5 separate regions of the Mus musculus genome follow, and regions 1, 2, 4 and 5 are each linked to region 3. The links are chromatin contacts, called in public ChIA-PET, HiChIP or PLAC-seq and promoter capture Hi-C maps. All regions are on one chromosome and are shown on one strand. The core of a region is the stretch at or near the end of the contact, and the rest is flanking DNA. Distances in the headings are between cores, read along the strand shown.

Region 1 (2,700 bases), core at 109-2,608, 510 kb before region 3:
TAGCTGCTCTTTCCAAGCATCTACCACCCTGAGAAGATGCAGAAAATGAAGATCAGATAAGAGGCTTTTCTAAAGGAACTCATCTAGAAAGCATCGGACTAGAATCTCACCCTCTGCCTGCTTCTGAAGCAGAGGTCTTGCCCCTATATGCTGCTGAGTTCAATGAACAGAGGCTGCCCTGACTTCATGGTTTACAAGGTAAGATTTAGAAGGCCTGTGACGTCAAGATCTATAGACCAACTGTGATGAGAAGCAGTCGGGGCAGCCTTTGCAATGTGGGTGAGTTCTCTGCTGGTTTGTGGTAGTGGTTTCTCTTGGGCTCTTTGCACAGGGGCAGCACCAATGCCCTGTGCTATGGTCCACCAATGTGTTGGCTCTCTCTCTCCCTTGCATAGCAGGTCTGGGTTTGGAGTACAAAGTTGAAGGATGCTGTAAGAAGACACACAGGCATCCTTATCAGCCAATTCCCTGAAGAAATGGGACCCTGAAGAGACACCCAGAGCTATAACCCAGTAGCAGCAGACAATGGCCTCGGCACAGATTCAAGTCCCTACATCCCTCCCACGCAGCCTTAAACCGACATTCCCTGGGGAGAGTTACTAAGCGGGGGCCTTATGTGAATTGGATGTTTAGGACCGTGCCCTTTGCTATATTTAATAGGAATGGGAAAAAGGTCCTTTAGCAAGCAGCATGTCGAAGCAGATATTCCCACAACCCCCTAAGCTGCATGCATCAGAGCAGAGGAGAAGAGTAGCCTGCTGCATGCGGCAGGAAACTTGGGGAAACTTTGCTTGGATTCCTCTCCTTCTTCATACACAGATAGATAATAGATGGACAGACTGATAATTGTTTCCTGCAAATGGAATCCAGGAAAAGAGGTATCAAAGCTAAGGCTACTGAACACAGGAAGGCCAGGTATTAGGTTAAGTAATACAGGAGAGGATGGGGGGAGGGGGAGGGAGAAGGAGGAGGAACGGAGGCTGGGAAAATTGGTATGAAAAGAAGGAAATGGCAAAGAGAAAAAGGATGAAAAGGCAATTCTAATTTGAGGCACAAGGAAAGTAAAGAAGGCAGGCTAAAAGAGGGAGAGTTGAGGTGGTCTGAAAAAAGTGCAAAGCCCAGGGTCCTGAGAAACTTCCGCGAGAAAGGGGGCGCGGCGCTGCCCAGCCCATGTTTGGGCAGATTAATGGAGTCGTGGCGGCTCGGGCTCTTGAGTCCTGCCTTGGGAGGGACAGTATCTGTTTAGATTTGTGTCTAAATTTAAACCCCGATCCGGCCTCCCTCTCTGCTCCCCTCCACTCCCCTCCCCTCCTCCTGCGTCCCTCGGTCCCTCCCTCCCTCCTCCTCCTCCTTCCTCGTTCTCTGGCGCAGGGCCCCCAGCTGGGGCAGTCCCGCAGCCGAGTGCAGCCAGGCGCGCGCCGCCGCCCACTCGCCCTGTGCCCGCTACAGCCCCGAAAGTGACCCGGGCTGGGAGCCGAGGGGACAGCGGGGATCGTGGGCTCTTAACCCGAGAGAGCGGGCGTATCCGCAGCCGGAGGAAGACTACCTGGAGGACATGGAGGTAAAAGACCGGCGGGGACACGGGCCTGGGGGAGAGGGAGGTCAGAGCGCTCCTGCCCAGGTCGCCGTTCCTGCTCTCAGCAGGGAGCACGCAGCCGAAAGGTCGCGTAGGCCAAGTTGAGAAAGGCTGGTCCTTGCTCCTCGGAGACCCCTGTGGGCAGGCGTGGGCTTGTCAGGAAAGGACTTCAGGCGAAGGAGGGGCCTTTGTAGGGGTTCAGGTATTCTGACTGTGCACATACGTGCTTTGGGGGGGGGGTTTAGAAAATAAAACTTAGGTACAACTAAAGTCATAAACGGATAAAGGTGTGAACCAAGAACCCCAAAACAAAACTCCAGCAACCCTGACTCAGGCATTGAGAAACAGAGTTGGCAGTTGAAGCCGGGACTCTGCCCGCATGGCTTCCCGTTTTGATTGCAGTGTGGCTTTTCCGACCAGTTGTTCTCTTACTTCTGATGCCCCTTGTTTCTGTCACATCTTCTTTCAAAACTTTCTGAAAAGCTCCCTTGCCGCCGATCAGATAAACTTATTTCTGAGATATTAGAGGCTCTCCAAGATGCCCTGCCTCCTGAGGTTGTGTGCACCTTGGGGTGTGGTAGCCGTATCTGAGAGGTTTGCAGGGGCGAGTCCCAGACTTTCTCTGCGCTTCTCCAACCTCAGTGGAGAATACTGGCCACTACTTTCCATCCAGCTAGTTCATCTAGCTTCCTCCTCCAGGTCTATAGATTTCCAAAGAAATGTTTCCCTTCAAACCCAGACCAGCTGCAGGTGAACTCAGAGGCACAGCATTGGCAAAGCCCCAGGTTCAACTCCCAGGGTCACACACTCAAAGAAAGAAAAAGAAACTGTGACCTTTTATTGTATTCTAATCAATCTCAGTAGGACCTGGGATTTTCAAAGAGGAAAAAAGGAGATGAAAACCCACAGGCCTAAAGGTGATTCCTCCTCCCACTCAAAAGGAAAGAGCTCCTCCTTAGCCCAAGGTCTGCGGAGATCCCGGGCACAGAAGTTCAATCCCTTCCAGGCTTGAGTCCGCTCATCTCTTCTGAGCTTCACTGTCTGCTCTAAAAGAACAATAGCAAGGCTGCATATTTAGCTCAACCAGTTGTCCTAAAGTAGCAAGGTTGCATTTTGCATTCTGG
Region 2 (2,700 bases), core at 68-2,567, 590 kb before region 3:
TGCCTTGTCACCCGACAAACTGTCACCCTCAGGAGAGCTCTAAATTGGAGGAAGGGTACCCCTTACAGCTACCATCCTTGTCTTTCTAGATTCAAATACAGATTGTCCCATTTCTTGTAAAACGGCCATGACACCAATCTTGTGAGTGGTGTCTTTTGTCTTCTGTTCCCTCGCTTCCACCCCGACTGCTGAACTAGGAAGCACACTAAGGCTACCGCATGCCAAATGCCAGGCATTGGAGGGATGCAGTGGGCTCTGGCGCAAGTTGTCTTCTGGGCTGGTTGTGACTCGTGATGGTCACGTATTAACACATATTCTTCAACCTGTTGCTAGCATTTCTGTCCGTGTCTCTGGCTGCTTGGCTCAGATAGAGAGCCATGTGAGTATATCACAGAGAATCAGTATGTCATAGGGTAGCTGGTGGCTGTGATGTGGGGGACAGCCTTGACAGGGTGAGCTTAGACTTAAATGCTCTGGGCCAGAAGGTGGCAATGCGCCTTGCAAAAGGCTGCAAATATGGATGCCTACTCCGTACGCCTCCCTCCCTCCCTGCCTCAAGTTCTCTTGTAGGGGCTCGGCCTCTACCAGATGTTTCAGGATACTCAGGGTCACAGGCCATGACCCTTTCTGACTGACCATGGCAATGTCCTTTATTGGCAAAGGAGGAAAGAACGGGGCTGAGCGGCAATGCCAACCAGAGAGGGGCGGAAGGAGTCATGATATCTGGAAACCAGAGTAGAGGAGCGAGGCCTAGCTGGCTGGTGTTTCGGATCCTGTGCCGCTTCTCCCGTCCGCGCAGAGCTGTCTCAGTTGCTGACTCGCTGCGTTTCTCCTTGCCCTTTCCCTCCACAGTCTTTTTCTTTTGCCTTTATCATTAGACAATCTACAACTGTGTTTTCAAACAGCTGGCCCCCAACCGATAACCAGCTTGGCTGTCACAGAGCAGACGCCTGGGTGGGACCCAAGCCCACACTGCCGCTGCCCACTCTGCCCGTTGACTTTGGGAAGACAAGCTTTAAAAGAAGCACCAGGTCCTTGGCACCCCTCCGCTGCCCCTCAGACACACGGAGAGGCTCTAAAAGGGTCGAGCCGCGGGAAACAGAGCCCTTACCTGCTCCTGGGAACCGCACGTGGAGGATGCAGGCGAGAACAGACACTTTCCACTTCATCTTCTGCTTCCCTGGGATGGTACCCAGAGGCAGAGGCAGAGGCAGCTATGCCTGGGAGGATGAGGAGAAAAGGAGGCGCTGATGGAGTCTCTGCTGGCTTTGTTCTGTGGCTGACACCCCAGGAAGTGGAGGACTGTGGGCCTTTGAGACAGCACCTGCCAGCAAGACACCCTCTCACTCCCCCTCTCGATTCATAGGCAGGAAGTTCTGAAGGTTTGGAGGTTTGGGGTGTAAGAATGTGCATCCGTCTGAATTTTGCTTTTTCTTCAATTTGACTGTAGTTTAATGTACTTTTTTATTATTTTAATTCTTTACTAATTTGTACGTGACTCTCAATTGCTGAAGTCAGACCCTAGGCATATATCTAAGTTGCTGTGTGGCCTTGAAGCATCTCCAGACGTCAGCTTCTTTATCTGAAGCACAAAGAAAGGAGGATATTTGAGGTATAGTTCTGAACTTGGCCTCAATTCAGACCATAAATAGTGTGAAATACTATAGCTTACATTGTTTTCAAAATTCTTTTCCCTGAGACAAATCTCACTATTTAATCCAGGCTGGTCTTGAACTCACAATTTTCCCTCCTCAGCTTTCCACAGGTCAAGATTACAGTATGTGCCACCAAACCGAGGTCACATGCTTCCTCTAATTGTCAACTTTTCACCCTTGGGGTCATTTACAGTAAGAAAACGATAAAAGTCAGGCCTAGATTGCCTGCCTGTAAATCGTATCACTCATGTGGCAAAGGCAGGAGGAGTGTGAGTTTGAGGTCACACTGGACTAACAGTGAATACCTGGCCAACTTGAGCTGTGTAGCAAGACTGCCTCAAAACAAAATAAAAAATAAAACTGAGAAATAAGCATAACGGAGAGTTGTAGGTGAGTGTACACAAGCTTTGAGACGGGACAGAGACCCGGAAAGGATCATGTGGATGGGAGGGTGCCTCTGGTTTCTTTGATTTAAAAAAGAAAGTCAAGAAGTCCACAGTTACTTTTCAGTCTACCAGCCTTCTAAATGGAAAGACAATATTATCAAATCTGGAGGCAGAGAGCTGGTTCAGGTAGTTTCTGCCAAGCCTGACAGTCTGAATTCCATCTTCAGAGCCCACATGGTAGATGGGAAGCCATTCTTGTAAGATGTCCTCTGAGCTACACACACACACACACACACACACACACACACACGCACACACATAAACCACACACATACATACACCATACACACATATACCACACACATGGCATACATACACATATATACCACACATACATACACACACATCATACACACATATACTATACACATACATACCACAAATACATACACATACACACACCATACACAAATATACCTCACACATACATACACCATACACACATATACCACACACATAACATACATACATGTACATAGCACATATACATACACACACCACACACATACATACACCATATACACATATATACATACACATACACACCACACATACATACATGCACCATACACACATACATATACCACACACACATATAC
Region 3 (2,700 bases), core at 111-2,610:
GGAGACTATGTACCACAGTAGGCAGAGCTTGAGCATAGGAGCCGTCAAAGCATAGGAGACCTTCCCCCACAGTGACACACTTCCTCTAACAAGGCCACAACTACTCCAACAAGACCACACCTCCTAGTAGTACCATTCCCTATGGGCCAAGTGTTTACACATGAGCCTGTGGGGGCCAGTTCTATCACCTCACCACAGGTGGCTGGAAAAGCCATCAGGCTAGGAGAGAACAAGGACAGCTTCTACTAAATGCTATTTAAATTCCCCTCTGCTCCAGACCTGTCTATACAGTCATGCTTGCTTTCCACAGTCACGTTTGGAAGCCATTGTGCTCACTCTACAGAGGAAATCAGCTGGGGACCAGAAAGGCTAAGGAGCTTCTAGCTCAAGGCCTCCTAAGTGGCAAATGACAGAGCTAGAGTGGATCTTTCAGGACACAGCCTTTGCACTGTGCTCTGATGTTTGACGTCTTACAGAGAGGTGTAAGGACTCACTGGAAAATGTGGCAGGTAAGAGGAGTCCCTGCAGAGGCAGCAGCAGCTGGTCTTATGTTTTTATGTTTTTATACAAGTGAAGAAGGACGCTGGAGACCTCACATGAAAATATGTGGGAGGTAAAGTGACCTAGGGGGTGTTTCTGAAGTTCCTCTGTGGTCTCCTTTCCCTTTTTTGGGAAGCAGGGACAGTGGTGGAAACTGAACCCAAAGCCTTGCATATGCTAGGCAAGCATTCTCTCACTGAGCTACACCTTGGTCTCAGTGCCTTTTCTGAACTAGTTTAATCTTAACATAGGTGTTCCAGATATCTCTGGCCACCAGTGTGCAAGGTGAGCAAATTTCTGTCCTGTCTGGAAGAGCCCATGACTTCATATGGATTCTGCTTCATAGCCTCAGTAGTGCTGCAGACTGATTGAAGTAAAGCATTTACCAAACACGAAAATATTGATTCTTCTCACCACTTGCCATCTGTTCAGGTGTTGCCCAAGTCATATCTCCCGAGCCATTTCCCCTAGGGATGACGTAGGAATTGCTGCTTTTAAGAATACACAGGGTTGTACTGCTCCAGCCTGTTGCACACTGATTTGTTCTACTTAACGTGGGAAATATATATTTTTATAGATCTGCGGTGTACAACCACCAGCGGATTAACTTCAGCATCCATGGGTAAGTTTGCGAAAGGCCTGCGTTGTTCCAGGCCCTGGCACATGGTGGTGCTGGGCGCTGGAACGAATCCGTGAAGCCCGGGCGCGCAGCCAGCTTCCGGGTTAGGTATCGCCTGGCCGACTTCACCCCGACTCTCTCGGCCCCGCCCCGGGTGACCCCAAGGAGCTCGTTCAGGGGGCGTGGCTGGCGCGGGGCATGCCGGGCGGGCAGGTGGGCAGGTGCCTGGGCGGGGCGCGCCGTGGTTGGCAGCGGGCGGAGGGGCGGCGGCTGCGCACCCCGAAGAGTGGTAGGCGGAGCGAACGCCAAAGGCGGCGGTCGGGACCCTGACATGGACAAGCTGAAGAAAGTTCTGAGCGGCCAGGACACCGAGGACCGCAGCGGTCTGTCCGAGGTGCGTGCACCGGGGGAGTTGGCATTTCTTGGACAGCTGCCCTGCTGTCCTCCGGCCCGCCGCGCCGAGCTCTGCCGGGACACAGCCACAGGTGGCAGCGCGAGCTTTGTGGAAGGCGTGGCTCCCGAACCCTCTCCAACCTTCCCTCCGAAGGGCTTGAGGCTCTGAAGCAAGACCTCAGAAATCTGTGGAGTGGGAGTGTGGATCCCGGGGCCTCCTGGAATCCGGGCCCCGAGCCCCATCCCAGCCGGACCGGCCAGGGAGAGAGAGCCCTTTGGAGTTGGGCGAGGCCGGCGGCCTTCGTGGAAGGATCCACCGCCGGATCGCGGACTAGTTTAGGTTGTGGGGTGTGAGAGCCAGACCTTATGCGTTCTGCTTTGTAATTGTAAAACTCCGTGAACGCCTGATAACAGGGACTTACCAGGTCTCCGAATCTCCAGGGCTACTTTCTAAACTATAGATTCTCACCACGCTCGGAGACTGCCAGTGTGTTTGTTTTGTTAGTAGGGCTTTGATGGCTCTGAAACTTGACCACAAAAGTCCTGTGCTCCAGAGCCACTCAGAATGTCATATTTTGGGTGCTTTGGAAGTTTGTTTACATTTCCTTTCTTGATTGAAGACAGAATTACGTTTTACTTGATGTATCCTTAGCCCCGGTTTCCCCTTCTGAGAAAGAAGGGTGTTGAACGAGATGCAATAGCCCCTTTTCCTTGGAAATTGGAGTTCCTCTTTAGTGTTTACTTGACTTTCTTGTGGTTTCCCCAACATTCTGCGCTCACTTCTGTGGTTGATTTTGTTCTGAGTTTTGTCTTTGCAAAAAAACAAAACAAAACACAACTGCATCTCAAAGAGAATAAATTATTTTGAAGCCAAATACGAGTGACCATGGCCCCAGGACAGATTCAGGTTTCTGCAAACTCAGTGTTCCAACATGATAACAGTTTGATAAGTTCTTAGAGTAACAGAACAAATTAACAAATTAAGGTACTTTTCAGAAGCATTAGTGGAAGCGGTAAGCAGGCAGTTAGGGCAGTGTGGAGGAATCTCAGCTGTGGCTCCCAGAGGCTGCCTGATAGCATTCGAAAACCTTGTTAAGATAATAAATTCCAAGGTGTTTTTCCCTAGCAGTTTCCGGGAGGTTAGTCAC
Region 4 (2,700 bases), core at 72-2,571, 620 kb after region 3:
CCGACCTTTGGAGCCCATGAATGTTTTCTGAGGCATCTCATGTCTGTAATCCAAGTGTGCCTTTGAGGAGAGAGAGGGCAGAAGCTTACAGGTCAGTTATCAGTAGTGAATGATAAGGGGTCCCACCTCAAACAAGGTGGGAAGAGTACCAGCACCCCAGGTTGTCTTCTGGCCTTCATGTGTGCATTAGTCACGTGTCCACACACACACACACACACACACACACCACACCTCGCACACACCACACACAGACAACACACACATACCATGTACACCCCACACACACACTACACATACCTCATACCTCACATACAGCACAGGTATACACCACACACAAACACCACATACAGCACACACACACTACACATACCTCACACACCACACACACACACCACATACACACATACACACACACACACACACACACACACCACAGAGCTATGAAACAGTAGATTTCCATTGTTTCAAAGTAAGTCATTAAGTTTGGGGTAATTTTTAAATCAGTTCTAGGAAACCTTATCATCAGTTCTTTCCCCTGGTCTCCTGACAACCTTATCTTAAAATGATGGAAAGGTTGCTGGCTCCTGCACTGACTTTAAACTAAAATGTTGCCTCTTCCATGGTTTCTTGTTCTCCCTTGCTATACTTTTCATTTTTACCTCAAATTATATTCACCTGTTTGCTTATACATGAATGAAATGTTAGGCAACAACAATCAGGAGAGAGGGGACACTTTGAAGAGAGGGTTTTCTTCTTGGAATTCCTGCCGTTGTGATAGAAACTGCAGGCCCAGCTGGCCTTTCACATGACTGAGCATGTGGTCAGGACCTGTCGGGACAGCTTCCTCGGGCTCTGCCCCCTCCCTTGTTTATCAGAATGGCAGGTGTCTTTCGTGGATTTCTCACTCTCATTTGATGATTTTCAACAGCTGTAGGTTGTTGTCCAAACCTGTGCTGGGTAGGTCTCTCCTAGAATGTGGTTTCCACACACACACACACACACATGATGACTGTGATAAACTTTGAAAACAGCTAAGGCTTAAGGCCCAGCAGAGCCTCTGGTTTATAATCTACCTAGATCCCTGGAGCTACCCTGCTGTTCCTTAGAGCTTGCTCATTGATGAGAGCTGACGGTAGAAGAGTGAACCAAGCTTGAAGACAGAGAGCACCAAGCTTCTACACACCTAACCAACCCGTGTGGATCAGGTTGTACTGTCCTTTCATTTCTATATGAAGGCTCTCCTTGGACCTATGTGGGGATCAGATACCTGGAGCACACACACAGCATCAATACATGAGTGAGTGGGTGTCAAATTCAACCAAAAGTAGAATGTACGCTCCATAGCTCAACTAAAAATAGTCATATCTGAGGGCAGGATGTGGCCTGCCAAGCCCCCGTTACCAGAATTTTGAAGCAATGTAGAAAAGACAGGTTGACTCCTCCTGATTTGTATAGCCATGCTTGAAGGACCTTGAGCCAAAGCACAGACAGTTCACGGTAAGCACTGTAGATGACTGTCCGGACAGAAAGTTTAGACCAGCTCTGTCTTATCCTAGGCCAGTGACCTAGCAGTTGCTTTGGCTTCATTTCCACTGGCCTCTTGGGGCTCTGGTTGTTTAACAAGACCTTGTGCTCAAACTTTCCAGGACTTGCCACAGATTTCCTTTCATCTTGTCACAGCTAAATCATTTGGCTCTCTAGATCTTAAATTCCAATTAAACAGATGCAGTATCTTATAATCTAATTTGCTTCTCACACCACTGCCCTGTGACTTTTTATTGTCAACTCTTTATAAATGTGTTTCAAGCTATATGGTTGCTAGGGACAAGCTTATTGAAAGCATCGAGTCAGGACGATAAGAGAAAGATCCTCAGGACAGAGGTGAAAGAGAACGGGAAGCACACCAGATTCTGGAATTTTAGATTTAAATCCCTGGATACCTTGTGGTACCTTTGGGTGGCTGTGAAATGTCTCCATACACATTTCTTCATCTGTAAAACAGGAGCCATTCGATCTATTCATTGTGAAGGATCCTTTGAAACGTGCCTCCTCACCAGGGTCTCCAAGGCCCATGCTTTCTCACCCACCCAGTTTCTGTCTTCTTCTCTTCCTCTTGCCAGCTGTTCCTCTTGCTCTGGCCAGCTGCTCTGTTTGATGGCATTCCTCAATCACACCCAGCAGTCTCTGACAAGGGCATTCTTATCTTATTTCTCTTTGGAATGTCCTCTCTTATAAGTTGCTCCCCCATGCCCTCAGGTCCTTCGGAACCATCTACAGTTTGTGGGACATAGCATCGCCACCCCTGTAGAACATTCCCTAAAGCCTTCCATCCTGAGTGCTTCCGAGTCAGCCTTCACTCTTACTACTTTATTTTACAGACTACCCTCCCCCTGCTGATTGCATGGAGAGTTGGGGCTGCCTCTACCGCTCACTACTATATCCATGGCAACTAGAAAAAAAAATAATGGTAAAGGAAAAAAGAGGGTAGTAGGGAGTGGGTGTGATCAAAATACATTGTCATCCATGAAAACGTCATAACAAAATCCACTGCAATTAGTGTATATGCTAATTATTTTTTAAAGAAAAAAGTGCTGAGGGAATGGCCTAGGAAATGTATGTAAAGTGTTGATGTCCTGCACGGGTATTAGCGTATTTCTGCTTAATGCAGAAGACTTCAGGGGCAATCATGTGAAAGAAATG
Region 5 (2,700 bases), core at 113-2,612, 710 kb after region 3:
TGGCCTAACAAGATAGAGAGAGGCATTGCCAAAGTCAATACAGCCGATCTGTGTGCCTCAGGCAAGCTTTGGTGCTAAAGGAGGTTTTTATCCCAGACAGTCTGTCCTCTGGATGTTAGGTAATGTCCGTTTTTTAGTTTCTAGTTTCTACATGTAGTTGTGAATCTCATATTGAAGTTCATAGGATTAAATTTTGAGCGTTCAAGCCAAACTTTTAGTAAGGTCTTCTCTTCTAGATGCCCTTCACTCACAAAAGTACATGGAAACAGGATGCTATTAGATCATTCACTTCCCAGACAGATTTAATTGTTTTTTTTTGTTTTTTTTTTTTTGTTTTTTTTTTTTGTTTTGTTTTGTTTTTTAGTGTTTTCGAGACAGGGTTTCTCTGTGTAGTCCTGGCTGTCCTGGAACTCACTTTGTAGACCAGGCTGCCCTCGAACTCGGAAATCCACCTGCCTCTGCCTCCCAAGTGCTGGGATTAAAGGTGTGTGCCACCACGGCCCGGGGATTTAATTGTTTTTGATGACTAAAAAAATCCCTACCCTTTCCTTATCAAAATGTCTTTTTAAACTATATTTATTTTATTTTCACGTGTGTGTGTGTGTGTGTGTGTGTGTGTGTGTGTGTGTGTGTGACACATGTGTGAGTTCCCGGGGAGGCCAGAGGTGTTGTATACACTGGAGTGGGAGTTACAGGCAGTTGTGAGCCACCTGACATGGGCACTTCTGGACCACTGCCCCATCTCCTCAGCCCTACTCCAATGTGTATGTGTCGGTGTTCTGGGGGGGACAGAACTAAAAAGATAGAAGACCAGAGTCACTGCAGGATGCATTTAAACTTCTCAGCAGCATGGGGATGGCCACGCAAGCCCTGACAGCTCTTTCTATTGTTACACAAAAAGCAGCTTTAGCCAGTCAATCTCCGCATACCAAAACTTATCTGATCCACGGGTTGTCTTGAAAGACCAATTATTTAAGCAGATCTCAGCCAGAGGAGACTTCCTGGTTTGCCCAGGTCTGTGGACTAAGTTATGCAAAGGCTCTGAGAATCCTTCAAAAGAATAACCCCTTAAAATCTCAGATAACAATCACTGATAAAAGGCTACGTCAGAGCTTAGGTGCAATCACTACAGATCCATGCCAGATACAACAGCGCTGCTAATAATATTCTGCTAGATATGTTTCCAGTGAAGATCTAGCTAAGCTGCTAAGATCTGTGATCAGAGCAACTCCACCTCTAGGAAAAGAAGGGGAATGACCTTTATGGCTGAACAAGGTTTCATTTCACGGCCTCAGTGTAAACAGAGTAAACACACGCCACTATTCCACAACGAGCTGAATCACTGGGCTAGGAAGCCATAGAGACAGAATTCTGATCTCAGGCAGCCTGACTCATGAAGTGAAGACCATGACTGTGGTCACTGAGGACATAATGACAGCCACGCTGACTATTTAAAGCAATATTTGTTTTAAAAAGGATAAAAACTAATAGTATAACAAATTTCAGATTTTTGTGAGGCATGAGGTAGGTTACCATCTGGGGCAGGCCACCTGTGGACAATCAGCCTCACCTGGGAGTGGTATGTACTAATTACATAGTATCTGGGAGTGGTATGTACTAATCACATAGTTACTATTTTTCTTTGGCCTTCCTGCCTTAAACGACTGACTGACTACATTTGTAGCTATACATCTGAGCTATTTAAGTTATAGGAAACCTACTATGTTAACTGGGGTAATTGCAAAGCACTGAGGCCCAGCCATGTATCTCTATCTTCCTGTGCTGGCTGAAGGGCAGCTTTTACTAACTCAGATGGTGCTAGAGGTGTCTCTTTGTGCTCCGAACTGATCATTGTTCCTTCCTGCTGGGAGCCTAGTATACACCTGGAGTCTGTACTTTGCCTTCAACATATCCATATAAAAGTTAAACTTTAAATCTATAAAAAGGCCAATGTTCATCAACAATAAATCTCGCCTACTTTTCCAGTCCCCTTTCCCAGCGTGATTGTTCATTTCAATAGTTTTTGTAAAGAAAGGCTATTTGGGGTTTCAATTCTTGCTAAAGATATCCCATAATTGACTTGATAAAGTTAAGCCTTCTTTACAACATAGGTTTGCTAAGTGTTTACACAGGAAGATCCTAAGTTCTGTGAGATGAGAGATGTCTACATACCTGTCCCTGCATTCATCAGCATTGTTAAAGTGGCCTTTTCCCTAGGCAGCTTTTTTTTTAATTTAATTTTATTCTATGTGCATTGATATTTTGCCTCCATGTATATCTGTGTGAGGGTGTTGGAATACCTGGAACTGGAGTTACAGCCAGTTGGGAACTGCCACGTGAGTGCTGGGAATTGAACCTGGGTCCTCCAGAAGAGCAGCCAGCGAGCTAAGCTAGGCAGCTTTCTAAGAGATCCACTCTTTCCTGACAGATCCACTGAAACTTTCTTTATCAAAACATTTGCTCTTGTGTAAAAATATGATTATCTTATTTTATGCCTTTAAAGCATTTGAGTATTTTATCAAACATTACACTTTTTTAAGTACACACCATAATCCCAGTGTGGAGGAAGCTCAGATGGAAAAGGAACAGAGCAGAGAAGGCTACTAAGTGAGTTCTGGGCCAGGTTGATAGGAGATATATATATATATATTAGAACTCTACATAGTCATGGGTAAAGTAAATTTGGGCTTTTGATCCCCC

The links. Promoter capture Hi-C pulls out the DNA fragments that hold promoters and counts their contacts. ChIA-PET counts read pairs in DNA pulled down with a chosen protein or histone mark. HiChIP or PLAC-seq counts read pairs in DNA pulled down with a chosen protein or histone mark.
Region 1: a contact with region 3 is called in an H3K27ac HiChIP or PLAC-seq map of thymic regulatory T cells, with 2.6 times the contacts expected there. The contact joins the promoter of Rcsd1 here to the promoter of Sft2d2 in region 3.
Region 2: an RNA polymerase II ChIA-PET map of memory CD8 T cells shows a contact between it and region 3, with 19 read pairs. The contact joins the promoter of Cd247 here to the promoter of Sft2d2 in region 3. A contact is called at or near these places in 1 of 39 promoter capture datasets (erythroid cells) and 1 of 115 datasets of contacts at active chromatin or transcription factors (memory CD8 T cells).
Region 4: a promoter capture Hi-C map of pre-B cells shows a contact between it and region 3, with 2.2 times the contacts expected there. The contact joins the enhancer-like site here to the promoter of Sft2d2 in region 3. A contact is called at or near these places in 5 of 39 promoter capture datasets (the 3T3-L1 cell line, 3T3-L1-derived adipocytes, cranial neural crest and 2 more) and 2 of 115 datasets of contacts at active chromatin or transcription factors (bone marrow-derived macrophages and pro-B cells).
Region 5: a FOXA1 HiChIP or PLAC-seq map of pancreatic cancer cells shows a contact between it and region 3. The contact joins the enhancer-like site here to the promoter of Sft2d2 in region 3. A contact is called at or near these places in 2 of 39 promoter capture datasets (the 3T3-L1 cell line and stem cell-derived epiblast-like cells) and 6 of 115 datasets of contacts at active chromatin or transcription factors (astrocytes, cardiomyocytes, embryonic stem cells and 2 more).

What each region holds. Positions count from the first base shown.
Region 1 is chr1:165,706,752-165,709,451 of GRCm38.p6, reverse strand. Rcsd1 (RCSD domain containing 1) reads left to right here and starts at 1,358. Exons shown (of 7, transcript NM_178593.3): 1 at 1,358-1,561. The coding sequence starts at 1,556.
Region 2 is chr1:165,787,298-165,789,997 of GRCm38.p6, reverse strand. Cd247 (CD247 antigen) reads right to left here and starts at 1,317. Exons shown (of 8, transcript NM_001113391.2): 1 at 1,112-1,317. The coding sequence starts at 1,169.
Region 3 is chr1:165,193,093-165,195,792 of GRCm38.p6, reverse strand. It overlaps Sft2d2 (SFT2 domain containing 2), which reads left to right and starts at 1,360. Exons shown (of 8, transcript NM_145512.4): 1 at 1,360-1,553. The coding sequence starts at 1,491.
Region 4 is chr1:164,570,567-164,573,266 of GRCm38.p6, reverse strand. No RefSeq gene overlaps it. Among named protein-coding and RNA genes, the nearest start is that of Gm26685, 69 kb to the right of the region's middle. Within about 2 kb of position 1,321, at least 48 of the 459 cell types and tissues checked have an H3K27ac peak or open chromatin away from gene starts, as enhancers often do. A contact at or near this core is called in pre-B cells and pro-B cells, where this site is marked.
Region 5 is chr1:164,480,378-164,483,077 of GRCm38.p6, reverse strand. No RefSeq gene overlaps it. Among named protein-coding and RNA genes, the nearest start is that of Gm39691, 8.2 kb to the right of the region's middle. Within about 2 kb of position 1,362, at least 44 of the 459 cell types and tissues checked have an H3K27ac peak or open chromatin away from gene starts, as enhancers often do. A contact at or near this core is called in pancreatic cancer cells, where this site is marked.